Regions from separate parts of the Mus musculus genome. Here regions 2, 3 and 4 are each linked to region 1. The links are chromatin contacts, called in public HiChIP or PLAC-seq and promoter capture Hi-C maps. All regions are on one chromosome and are shown on one strand. Each heading gives the region's core, a stretch centred on a gene start, on an enhancer-like site or on the middle of the called end of the contact. The rest is flanking DNA. Distances are from core to core; before and after follow the strand shown. Region 1 holds the start of Pja2 (praja ring finger ubiquitin ligase 2). Region 2 has its middle 150 kb from the start of Fer. Region 3 has its middle 34 kb from the start of Fbxl17. Region 4 has its middle 180 kb from the start of Fbxl17.

Region 1 (2,700 bases), core at 157-2,656:
CCTTTAGTATAAAGCATAACTTTCAACTGCAAGCACTGAAACGGCTTTCAGTAGGAATACTTAATTAAAGTCCATCAAATTAAAGAAATAGGATGTACCCTTAGATAGAAAAAGTATTAGGGAGGCCTACATAAAACGGGAGTCTATGTCCAAGATATATAATTAGAAGAAGCAAGCTTTACACAAATGTGCTCAGCATAGCCCTCACCCCCATCCCTGAAGGAGACAACTCTGCATGTGTGTGTATCTTTCAAGATGCGTTTGTGAAAGCACTTGGAAAGATGACCACCAAACCGAAATACTGGTGGGGCACTGAAGGATGAAAATAGTCACATATTAGTATTTATTTAATACTTCTCTCTTTATACTGCTGAATTTTACACGGAGGGTGCATGTCTGTAATAGAAGAATAAAATTATTTCATATAAAAAGACATGAAATCCAGAAGACAATCACAAACATGTTACGTTTATTTCTGTTATTTTTTTACGTTCCTGTATACACTCATCAAATGACCTGTTAAGTCTTCAGCAATGACTGCCATCTTAAAAGAAATAATAGCAAATATTTCGTGATAAAAATAGAGTAAGGCCTCTTTAAAAAAAAAAAAAAGAATCGTATACTTGACAGAATGAGGATCGTCAAAGCAGTTGTCTATGTAGACATACAATTTTTTTTTTTGTTTTATTTTATTCAACTTGGTCTGGGCAGCTTTCAACTCACCATTTTTAATGTGCGCAAAAAATGATAAACCTGGAGGCATCTTGGGGTGGGGGTGGAGGTGCGGGTGGGGGCGGGGAGGGGAGCCCTGAAGGTGCCTCTGACAGGCGTGCTGGGGCCTAACGCTGACCAAGAAGACGGTAGGCCACTGGCACTGCCTGACAGGGTGCCTGGGCCTCGGTGACAATCGGGGAGGACGCAAATCCGGGAGGCAGGGATGGAAGGCGTGCCGTGCCGGGCCGGGCAGGGGCCCCGCAGGCCTAGTGCGCCACGGTCCTCCGCGGCGGGCCTGAGGGTGGGCGGCACTGGCGGGCCGCGAGGGGCAAGGCGCCGGGTCCTTGACCAGGGCACCAAGGACAGCAGACAGCCGGCGGGAGCGAGCGGGCGGCGGGCGCGGCGGCTCGGGCTAGAGCGCGGCCCCGGGCGGGATGGCCGGAGGCCTCTCAGTCGCCAACCCCACCCACCATGGCCGGCCACGGCTCGGTCCGTTCCTCGGAGACCCCCGAAGCCGAGGCGCCTGGGCAGCGGCTCCCTCACCCAGATCCGCTCTGACAGAATCAGCCAGAATGGAGAGAGAAAAAAATAAAAATTGCCCTCACCGAGATGTGCAGCGGCTCCAGAGCGAGAACAGCGCTCGATCCTCCACCCGCCACCACCGCCTTCTTCTCCGCCTCCGACTCCTCCCCCGCCGAACGCGCAGCGGCTGCAGCGGCGGCGGCGGCGGCGGCGGCGGAAGCAGAGGTGGTGACGGCGGCGGCGGCGGCGGCGCGTCCCGCCCCTTGCGCTGCGAAGGAGGCGGAGGAAGGGAGCGCTTTAGCCCCGCCCCCTGAGGGCGCAGCCAATAGACTTCACGGCCCTCTGCAGGGGGAAAAGCACGCATCCAATCGCAGTCCTAGAAGTAGGCCTACGTCATGGTTGGACGTGGCAGAAAAAGGGAAAATAACTGGGGCTGTCTCTCTGCCTGGCGCCTGCAAGCTCTCTCCCAGGCCCTTCGCGGATTGGCCGAGGAGAGTGGAGACGCGCTTGGCTCCGCCCCCTCTCTGGCCCTGCGCCCGCCCCTGCAGCACTGCGACGTTTGGGCGGGGGCGGGGCGCCGAGGCCCGATCCACTGTCAGGCCTTTTGTGGTTTGGCTGGGAGAAAAGGGCGGGGTCTCCCGAAGGGAAGGGGGTGTGGAGAGCTGAGCGCAGGACTGGCGCAGTTACACTTCTCCCTCCATTCCCGCATGCCCCCCAGCAAAATGGAGGTGCAGAATTCGGTTCCCAAGGCTGTGAGAAGTTACCCAGTATTTGCAATTTGAAGTACAAGAAAAGAAAATCCGAAACCAGTTGCAATTCTGATAGCAGCGAGGGAAAGAAACGTACGAAGAGCTTGTTTGCTGTGGTTCTCTGTGGTGCGTGGTACCCGCCCACCACTGGTCAGACCCTCGCCCTGCTCTCTGATTCTGTTTGTATAAAGCAGCTATAGGTGAGATGTAGATTTGGCCTGACCAGAGTTTAGCAGCTGACAGCTAAGTTATATCGGGTGTCAGGCTCGGAGTTATCAGCTCTCGTCTCATGCAACCAAAATAAATACAACAGCTGGAGTCCCTGGACACCTTGCTTAATTTAAACCCAGTCACAGTTTAAGTTCGTTATGTCAGTGATGCACATGTCCCCTTTTCTCATCCTGAAGCCTGCCTGCTTCTCTGATTACAGCCTAGCTCTCTTCTCTTAACTCCCCGCCCCCACCCCCAGCTTCATCACCCAGAGCTCAAAAGCCCAGGATATATTTATCACGTGGCCTCCCTACCCACACAGATTAAGAGCCCCACTTCTTGTGATGTCCTTTAGCTGTAAAATCTGCCAGTGAACTGAAACTACTTTTTCTACCATCGATGTAAAGAAATGATTCGACATTTCCCATAAAAACACGAGAAATTGCTAGACATTTTGTGAAACCAAGTTTAATTCCCAGAATACCCCAGTAGCATATATTTTACC
Region 2 (2,700 bases), core at 130-2,629, 620 kb before region 1:
GATCTATTTGCCTGCAAGTTTCATGAAGTCATTTTTAATGGCCAAGTAATACTCTATTGTATAAATGTATCACATTTTCTTTATCCATTCTTCAGTCAAGGGACATCCAAGTTGTTTCCAGTTTCTGGCTATTATGAATAAAGCTGCTATGAACATAGTTGAGCAAGTAGCAGGGGCTGTCTCTGATTACACTGCCTGCCTTTGGATCCCTTTCTCCTAACTGGGCTGCCTTGTTTACTCTCAACAAAAGATGTGCCTAGTCTTATTGCAACTTGGTGTGCCAAGGCTGGTTGATATCCATGGGAGGGCTCCCCTGGAGAAGGGGAGGAGGCAGGAGAGAGGGACTGGGAGGAGGGGAGGGAAGGGAAGATGCAATTAGGATATAAGGAGCATAAATAATTAATAAGAACAAAAACCAAAAGCATGAATTTAGAGGCGAGGCCTGGGAAAGTATCCTGAGTTCACAGTGCCACCTGAGCGCTGCAGACCTGAGAGTGAACTCCCTGAGTTCAGGTTTCATATCACACGCTAGCACTTTTCCCTTAGGACCATGTCGGTTTTTGTTTGGATGCTAATCACACACTGTACCGTTGCACCATTTTGTGATTCATTTAATGAAGCTTGTTTCCCTGTTTTGTATCATCAGAAGAAAACATCTTAGAGAACGGCTTGATCCTCCACTGTGCACACACTGTGTTTTATTACTAAGTGATGGAGAAATAAAGAGCTGAAAATAACATAGTCCTGGAAAGATATAAGTCGTAAAATCAGAGATATGTGACTTTAAAGGGATCCAAAATACCTTTCAGATCTATGATGTAAATAAGGTCTATAGAAAAGAAAAAAATTGTAAAATTTAGGATAAGAAAATTTCAATTTGTAGTATAGAATGGATATATATTGTATACAGCAAAGTCTGGAAGGTCTTAAATGGTGTTAAAGAAACTTACCCAGTGGCCCTGGGTGGAAACTAGGGGTCCTGCTGAAAGCGAAGCCAGGAGCAAAGAAGTAAGCGAAGAACAAACCACATGCTTTTCTTTTACAAATTGTGAGTGGGGATACCATAATCTGCTTGTTCTTAGGTCAACAGATGAAAAGGATACAGTGCAGCTATTGAAAAAGCAAAGTTATAAATGTCTGGAGCAAGGCGGAGGTATGCCCACCGCATAACATTCATCTGCAGAGAGAGGGCACATCCTATCAGGGATACTCCCAAGAAGGGAGATGCTTTGCAATGAATGAGTACAGGAGAAAATGGATCTCTGTCTGGGACCTCCCAATCCTGTTTGCAACATTAATAAAAACCAGGCTTGTGTAAGAATCTATTTATAGTCATATTTAGGATGCTTGGGTGATTATGAGCAACGGGCCAGTGATTCATCGCAGCATGATTGACTCTAGGGCCGTGTGTCGTGGGCTGTGCAAGGGTCTGTGTTGGCTTGGGTCTAGTTTAATGTCTTTAACGATCTGGAAAGGGGAGTAAATAGAATTTATAGGCGTTACTCAATTTCCCTCTAAGTTCATGGCCCCAAGTTAAACCTTTCCTGGCATGATTTGGGTGGTGCTCAGTCTGGCCTAGAAAGGATGGATTAACAGTCTCCAGTCCTTCACCCTTGACTGCTTGCCTTGCATATTAGAATTAATATTCTTTACACTTGACCCACTTTGCAAGCCCCAAGTTCCTCTGAAACATTTTTCCTTTGCTTCCTTTTTTTTTCTTTTTTTCTTTTTGCTGTATTTCTACTGAAAGAGTATGTGAAATGGCTCTCCTTTGTCCTATATTTAGTTATTATACTTCTCTCAGGACCTGAATTCATATATATACATCTACATATATATATATATATACATACATATATATATATATATATACATCTACATATATATATGAATTATATGTGTGTGTGTATCACCAATCTTCTATTATATTTAATTTAAATTTGACTACCCATTTTTATGAGTTGGATAGTCTGTTTCTCTCTTGACGTGTGTGTGTTTGTGTGTGTGTGTGTATATGAATTCTCATATATATATATTTGAGAGGCCCTTTCACATCTGATTCTTTAAAATCCTGCCCCCAAAGCATGATGTAGCTTATGCTGTACCCCTTCTTCTCAAGATATCGTGCACTTTGTGATTGATCCACTTGGGAAACGTCGTTCTCTTCCTTGAGGCCCTGCTTCTTTCCCAGTGGTCTGCTTAAGAATAGCAATCCCCATTGAAATGCTTTAGTCATTTCTAGGTAACAAAAGGGCCTAGCCATGGAAGCTAGGTACGGGGAAATCGAAGTCACTCAGAGCTTCTGTTTAGCCAGGATTCCTACCACAATCAGCTTTGTTCACAGCAACTGAATCCAGAGGGTAACATGATGCGGGATCTTCAAAATTCCCTCTCTGTTGTCCTTGCTGAGGGCTGGTGGGAATCAGTGTAGGGATTGGAGTACAGAGTGAGCCGTGATTATATTTTTCCTCCTGTGACATTGAGCTGTCATTTGTAAAAGTCTTGATGTAGAACCTTTAAAAAAATAAAGTTAGGAATTAAAACAAAACGAGCTGAGCCTGAATATATATATATATATTCCCCTCCCAATCCCTTTAAAACACACACACACAACCATGTTTAATAAGTAAGAGTTTAGCATCACAAGAAAACAAGGTTTTAAAATATATTACTAAAAGTTAAAAAAATCATAGGCTAGTC
Region 3 (2,700 bases), core at 51-2,550, 800 kb before region 1:
AGTCTGTTTAATCCCCAGTTCCCTGAGAGATCTCCTCCAGACCAGTCCTACAGATGCACGTAGTAATGGTAATGCTGATTACTAAGAATCAGCCCTTCAAACTTCTCCTTGTTTTTTTCATTTGACCCGTTTCTCCAGGCTAACTTTTAATTTAAGACAAATTTCTATTAGTTCCTGCCTTCCCTTACACAATTTCACAGGATCTGTTTAGGACAAGCTGTACCAACTTATTTCCTGTGTTTACATTTTCTTCTTTGAAAAACTCCAGCAAATTAAAAATGACTTCATTTTTCAAAGAATTATGGATATAACTGTTCTTCTATTTGACAGTATTATCACTGACAAACACTATTGGCTTAGTTGCATAGGAAAGCAAAAATTAATTTAAATCACCTTTGTTCTGGTCCATTTCACTGTCTGTGTAAATAGGCTTGCTACAGAGCAGGGCCTTGTAAGTAAGTGGTTTGGGCCAGGTGTCCCAGCTACTTGGGAGGTTGAGGCAAAAGTATCACAAGCTAAGACCTTGCTGTGCTACAGAGTGATTCCAAGGTCAACCGACTTAGAAAAACTCATTCTTAAAATATAAAAAGTTGCCCAGAGCTATAAGATCAGTGGTACAGTATTTCCTGTAGTTAGGAGGGGAAAAGGTCAAGCGAGAAGCTAGATATAGGGAAAATTAGGTAGCATGGTAAACTGGTATTACTTGAGTTCAACCAAAATATGTTTTAATTACTCTCAACACACACACACACACACACACACACACACACACACACACACACACACACACTCACACGTATGTGCATTATCACATTTTGTTTAACATTGACACCCAAAGTATCAGGGTCCCATCTTGGGGTCTCATTAGTAAAAGAACTTAACAGACTGAAAAAGAGAGGAGAGGGGAGGGCAGGAGAGGAGAGGAGAGGGGAGAATAAAGAAAGGAAAGAAAAGGGAAGGACAGGACATGACTGCCCCTAGGTATGGTGGAGGAGAAAGTTTATTGCAGATAAGAGGGAGAGCATAGCCAGAGGCAGACACACCTGGAAGAGTCCAGGTGTGACTATGACTCTGAGCCTTGTGAGCAGAGGAAGGGAGGGAAGAGAGATGGGAATCCAGTGCAGCAGCAGGAAGCCAAAGGTACAAATAGAACCGATAACCAAAATGTCTGGATTGTATAGGGAAGAGTCTCTGGGGAAAGTGTAGCCCTGTAGAGTTCCGGGTTAGGGCGCCAGGACGCCAGCCATAACCTGTAAGAAGGTAGGGACTGAGGGATGCTGGGAGAACCTGGGAGCCAGGTCCACTTTGATATGCTAAACAGATACCTAAGCCTTTGTCCTGTGTTTGAATGAACATCTAGAAGGTTAGCCATACGATGCAAAAGCAGTTGCGTGGCACGAACTGAAAGATAAGGAAGCCTAAAGTACCAGAGAAAGCACATTTAGCCTCTGGGCATCATCGGAAAGAAAAAGACAGAAGAGGAGCAAAGAGACACTACATCCTTCTCCCATCTGAGCGTTCAGGATCAAACAGGATCAGGCATGATCAGGGTGTTATGGCATAGATGCGTGAAATCTTTTTTAATGGTGAGCAGACCCAACAAAGCCTCATGGGAACTCACGTGGACTGCACCAGGGGGTGGGACTTACTGGACCAGTATCTCCTAAAAGAGCCTCCTCCTAGCGCTTTAGGATCACGTGATAGTTTGAATGCGAGTGGCTCCTTATGCTCACCTATTTGCAGGAACTGATTCGGAAGGATTAGGATGTGTCGCCTTGTTAGAGAAGGTGTGTCACTGGCGACAGGCTTTGAGGCTTCAAAAGACTCTTGCCCACCCCAGCGTGTCTCTTTCGCTTTATTTCTTACTTTTGGATGTAGCTATAACTTTTCACCTGTTTCCGCCACCATGTTCTTGCGTCATGGACTCTAACCCTCTGAAGCTGTGACCCTGAGTCCCACTGATCTTCAAAAGCTGTGGCTTTAATTTGTCTCTCACTGTGGCTGTAACCGATTACGTCCCCATTTTAGCTAACCACGCTTGGTTTCCTAAACTAATTTTGATTTTTTTTTTTCACAGTTCCCAACTGGGTAACTCAGTTCCCCATGCCCCTTAAATCTCTTCATTAACCGAGAAAGTAGTATGTACATGCAGAGGTTTTGTTCATGAAGCCTGTAGTGTTTTGGGTCTAAATCACTGTCTGATACATTTACTCATTAATCCATTTCAGAAGATACTTTGTTTATTTATTCAAAATATTCCACTCTGAATCGAATGCTTCTAACATATAGTGTATACTAAACTCTCAAAACGTCTTCTCAGTAGGTTTACACTCTAGAAATCAGAACATTATATTGGGAGATGGGTTGCAGAAGTAAAACTTGGCCAGAATAAAAGGTGCAATGAGTGAGCACATTACTCATACGTCGATATTGGAGGTAGCCAAATAAGACATGGAAACGGGAAGAGTTGCTACTTTCAGAGTCTGTTAATGTTTGTTATTCTTTGTTACTATTTCAGTGAAACCTCTGCACACAACGCCTACATAGGATCAAAGAAGACCACTGAGCCATCATGCCTCCATGTTTCATGTGCTAGTTCATCCCTAACGATGCCTACCTTCCTTACTGGGAAATACTGGCAACCTCTTACTCCAGCCAGCCACGCTGTCCCCTGTCTGTTCTGAAACTCCCATTTTTAGG
Region 4 (2,700 bases), core at 36-2,535, 650 kb before region 1:
CTGTTACAACTCTTCAGATCCTACTCTGCTTTGCTGTGGAGTGGAAGTGGAGCGCAGGCACCAGAATAAAAGCTACTTTGGGGCCTGCAAGGTGGCTCCGTGGGTAAAAGCACTCACTGCCAAGGCAGCTGGCCAGAGTTCAATTCCCAGGATCCACGCTATGGAAGGAGAAAAGTGGACTGCCATAAACTGTCCTCTGAACTCCCACACACTCGCCCGCATCCAACACATGCACACAAATAATAAACAAACAAATAAATAAACAAATAAATAAATAAACTTAATGTTAAATTAAAAAAAAAACCATTACCATTGTTAGGAGTTGATTGACACCTTGAAAATTCAACAATGGAGAGTAATCAATGCTTTGCTTCTGATACTTAAATCCTGCTCCAAGCACTGCCTAGATTGTCTCACTAGACTCAGATCTGTGTACCCGTCTCATGTGTTCTAGCGCAACACTTGACTAGAGTATTGTCCAACCAAACAGTTGGCCTCAGTGTACTCCAGAAATATTTCCTGGGAAGTTTCATTCACTTTATTTTGTTCAGATCAAGGCCAAGCACGCTAACCCCTCTTAAACACTGGTGACTTGTCCTGCTGTGATTTTATGTCCCACCTTGATCATGCCATTTGGGGTCCCTCCCCTTCTCACAGGGATCTCTTAAGAGGACTTGGTGGACAGCACAAAAGATGACATTTACTCATTATAAATGTACATTGTAGTTCTTACTGCAGTCAAGTGCCTGTGACAATAATGCCTTAAACTGATTCATGATACATGCCACTAACATGTTCTTCATATTTGTATTACGTATGAAAACATCAAACACTATCTGGGAGATTTTGTTTCTATTCCCTCTTTTTTATTTTTATTTTTCAGTTGTCTGGTGAAGCATGTTCCCCATCCTGCTGTGATATTCTCCCCTGTCCACCCAAGATCCTCTGTTTATTTGTCCTCTCAATCCTTAGGAATTTGGAGACAGGAAGCTTGCTACAGGAGATAGAAGCCACGGGGTATCTACAGTGGTTATTTTTCTTCTTATGAGTGGAATGAAGTTGGGTCTTATCTCTCTGAAGGAACTCATAAATCTCTGGATACAATGAGCTCTAGTCTGGGAAATAAACCAAAAATTTTAATTTGGACTTTTTAAATGCTGCACTTCAGTGGTCCAAAGAAAATAACGAGTCACATATTTTCAAATACTGTAATGTGATTTATATACACCATTGTAATCTGGACACAGACTCAAGACACATGCAATCCCTCTGCTCCCTGGAGGCCCTTAGTGATGACATCACTTGCTAAAAAGTTGACAGGGAGAATCTCGAAGAATGTAGTGGAAAACCCCCAGCTGCATCTGCAATTGGTTATGAAACTCACAAAGATCAGATGTTTGTTATACTAGGAAAGATGACTACATCTTTGTGGGATTTGAGAGACTCTCTTGCTGTTACCACAAAAGATGTTAGGTCCTGCTCTGTCTACTTAAAGGCCCAGACTTTGAAATTTAGTAACAAGGGTCTAAGCTTGGGGACTTACCACTACCTTTCTGGCAAGAGTAGGGGCTAAAGTATATAGTGATAAAGGGGAAAATCCTACCCCTTGCCGCTAACCAACTCCCTTCACTCTCACAGTGAAGAGATTAGTGAAACTGAAGAAGATCTGTTCAAAGCAGATTTCGGCAGGCAGGCCATCTATGGAGACCATACAGCATAGAGAGAAGATCCCTATGTGCTGTTGTTCCCTGTGTTGGGTCTAGAGCCTTGACCACTATGTGCATTGAGAACCTGGGAAAGTTTCAAGAGGTGCCAGGGGTGCCAGAGAGAATGGCCTCGTCCCTCACTGGATGTTTTGTTCTGGAGAGCTGGCTCCATCTCTCATTGCTGGCGGCTCTCGGGAGAATGGGCCCTGAGCCTCGCCAGTCAGCACAGTAGAGCTGGCCCTGGTGGAGGGATTGCAGGTGAACCAGCCCCAAGGGTGAGGGCACTTGTCTGCGGTGAGATGGCATGGGTGCGTTGTGATGCTCTTTCCCCTCCCCCTCACCGTGACCTGTAGTAACTGGGAGGGCTGGCCCCGGGGTCACTAGAGAGGACGTCTATCCAGCGCTGCCCCATCACTGGCTGTGGGACTTGGGAGAGTGGGCCCTGCACAGATGACGGACAGGCCCAGCTGGATTAACCCTTGTACTTTGAGAAGGTTGAATGTTAGGCGTCCACCTGAAGATAAGGGCAGATTTTTGAGCAGGAGAAATGAGCTCTCCCTAATGGAACTGTTCAAGGTTACCTTAACAGTCCCCTTCTGAAAAGATAACTCTAGTACCATCTATGAAGTAGACTGAACTTGGGGAATAGATATATTTCTACTTGAAAATCCAGGGATTGATTCCTGAAGCTGTTCACCAGAAGGGACTAGTATGAAATTGGAGTTTCCATCAAACCTTCATGTATAGTCCCCAGGTAAGTATGCTAACTTTGAAGGATTTAAAAATATTTAAAAAGAACCAATCCCTCCACTCCCCAGACTAGTGCTTTTCTTGCCAACTGAGGCTATAGGTACAGAGAACCTATTATTTACTTTATGGAAGCCCAACTTGTCAATAAAAAAGACTATGGCCAATGAGCTGAGACAGGAAATAGGAGATGGAACATGAGAGAGAGAGAGAGAGAGAGAGAGAGAGAGAGAGAGAGAGAAGGGGG

Evidence for each region. Promoter capture Hi-C pulls out the DNA fragments that hold promoters and counts their contacts. HiChIP or PLAC-seq counts read pairs in DNA pulled down with a chosen protein or histone mark.
Region 2: a promoter capture Hi-C map of the 3T3-L1 cell line shows a contact between it and region 1, with 3 times the contacts expected there. The contact joins the enhancer-like site here to the promoter of Pja2 in region 1. A contact is called at or near these places in 2 of 39 promoter capture datasets (both in the 3T3-L1 cell line) and 3 of 115 datasets of contacts at active chromatin or transcription factors (craniofacial prominence, embryonic stem cells and forebrain).
Region 3: a contact with region 1 is called in a promoter capture Hi-C map of embryonic stem cells, with 4 times the contacts expected there. The contact joins the enhancer-like site here to the promoter of Pja2 in region 1. A contact is called at or near these places in 2 of 39 promoter capture datasets (embryonic stem cells and hippocampal neurons), 4 of 115 datasets of contacts at active chromatin or transcription factors (the NIH/3T3 cell line, embryonic stem cells, forebrain and 1 more) and 1 of 9 other capture datasets (embryonic stem cells).
Region 4: an H3K27ac HiChIP or PLAC-seq map of vascular smooth muscle cells shows a contact between it and region 1, with 4 times the contacts expected there. The contact joins the enhancer-like site here to the promoter of Pja2 in region 1. A contact is called at or near these places in 2 of 39 promoter capture datasets (both in the 3T3-L1 cell line), 1 of 15 datasets of contacts at CTCF or cohesin (the NIH/3T3 cell line), 1 of 484 Hi-C or Micro-C datasets (muscle stem cells) and 3 of 115 datasets of contacts at active chromatin or transcription factors (embryonic stem cells, fibro-adipogenic progenitors and vascular smooth muscle cells).

The regions. Positions count from the first base shown.
Region 1 is chr17:64,330,477-64,333,176 of GRCm38.p6, forward strand. Pja2 (praja ring finger ubiquitin ligase 2) reads right to left here and starts at 1,407. Exons shown (of 10, transcript NM_001025309.1): 1 at 1,320-1,407.
Region 2 is chr17:63,711,687-63,714,386 of GRCm38.p6, forward strand. No RefSeq gene overlaps it. Among named protein-coding and RNA genes, the nearest start is that of Fer, 150 kb to the right of the region's middle. Within about 2 kb of position 1,380, at least 45 of the 459 cell types and tissues checked have an H3K27ac peak or open chromatin away from gene starts, as enhancers often do.
Region 3 is chr17:63,533,416-63,536,115 of GRCm38.p6, forward strand. No RefSeq gene overlaps it. Among named protein-coding and RNA genes, the nearest start is that of Fbxl17, 34 kb to the left of the region's middle. Within about 2 kb of position 1,301, at least 8 of the 459 cell types and tissues checked have an H3K27ac peak or open chromatin away from gene starts, as enhancers often do. A contact at or near this core is called in embryonic stem cells, where this site is marked.
Region 4 is chr17:63,677,151-63,679,850 of GRCm38.p6, forward strand. No RefSeq gene overlaps it. Among named protein-coding and RNA genes, the nearest start is that of Fbxl17, 180 kb to the left of the region's middle. Within about 2 kb of position 1,286, at least 51 of the 459 cell types and tissues checked have an H3K27ac peak or open chromatin away from gene starts, as enhancers often do. A contact at or near this core is called in the NIH/3T3 cell line, muscle stem cells and vascular smooth muscle cells, where this site is marked.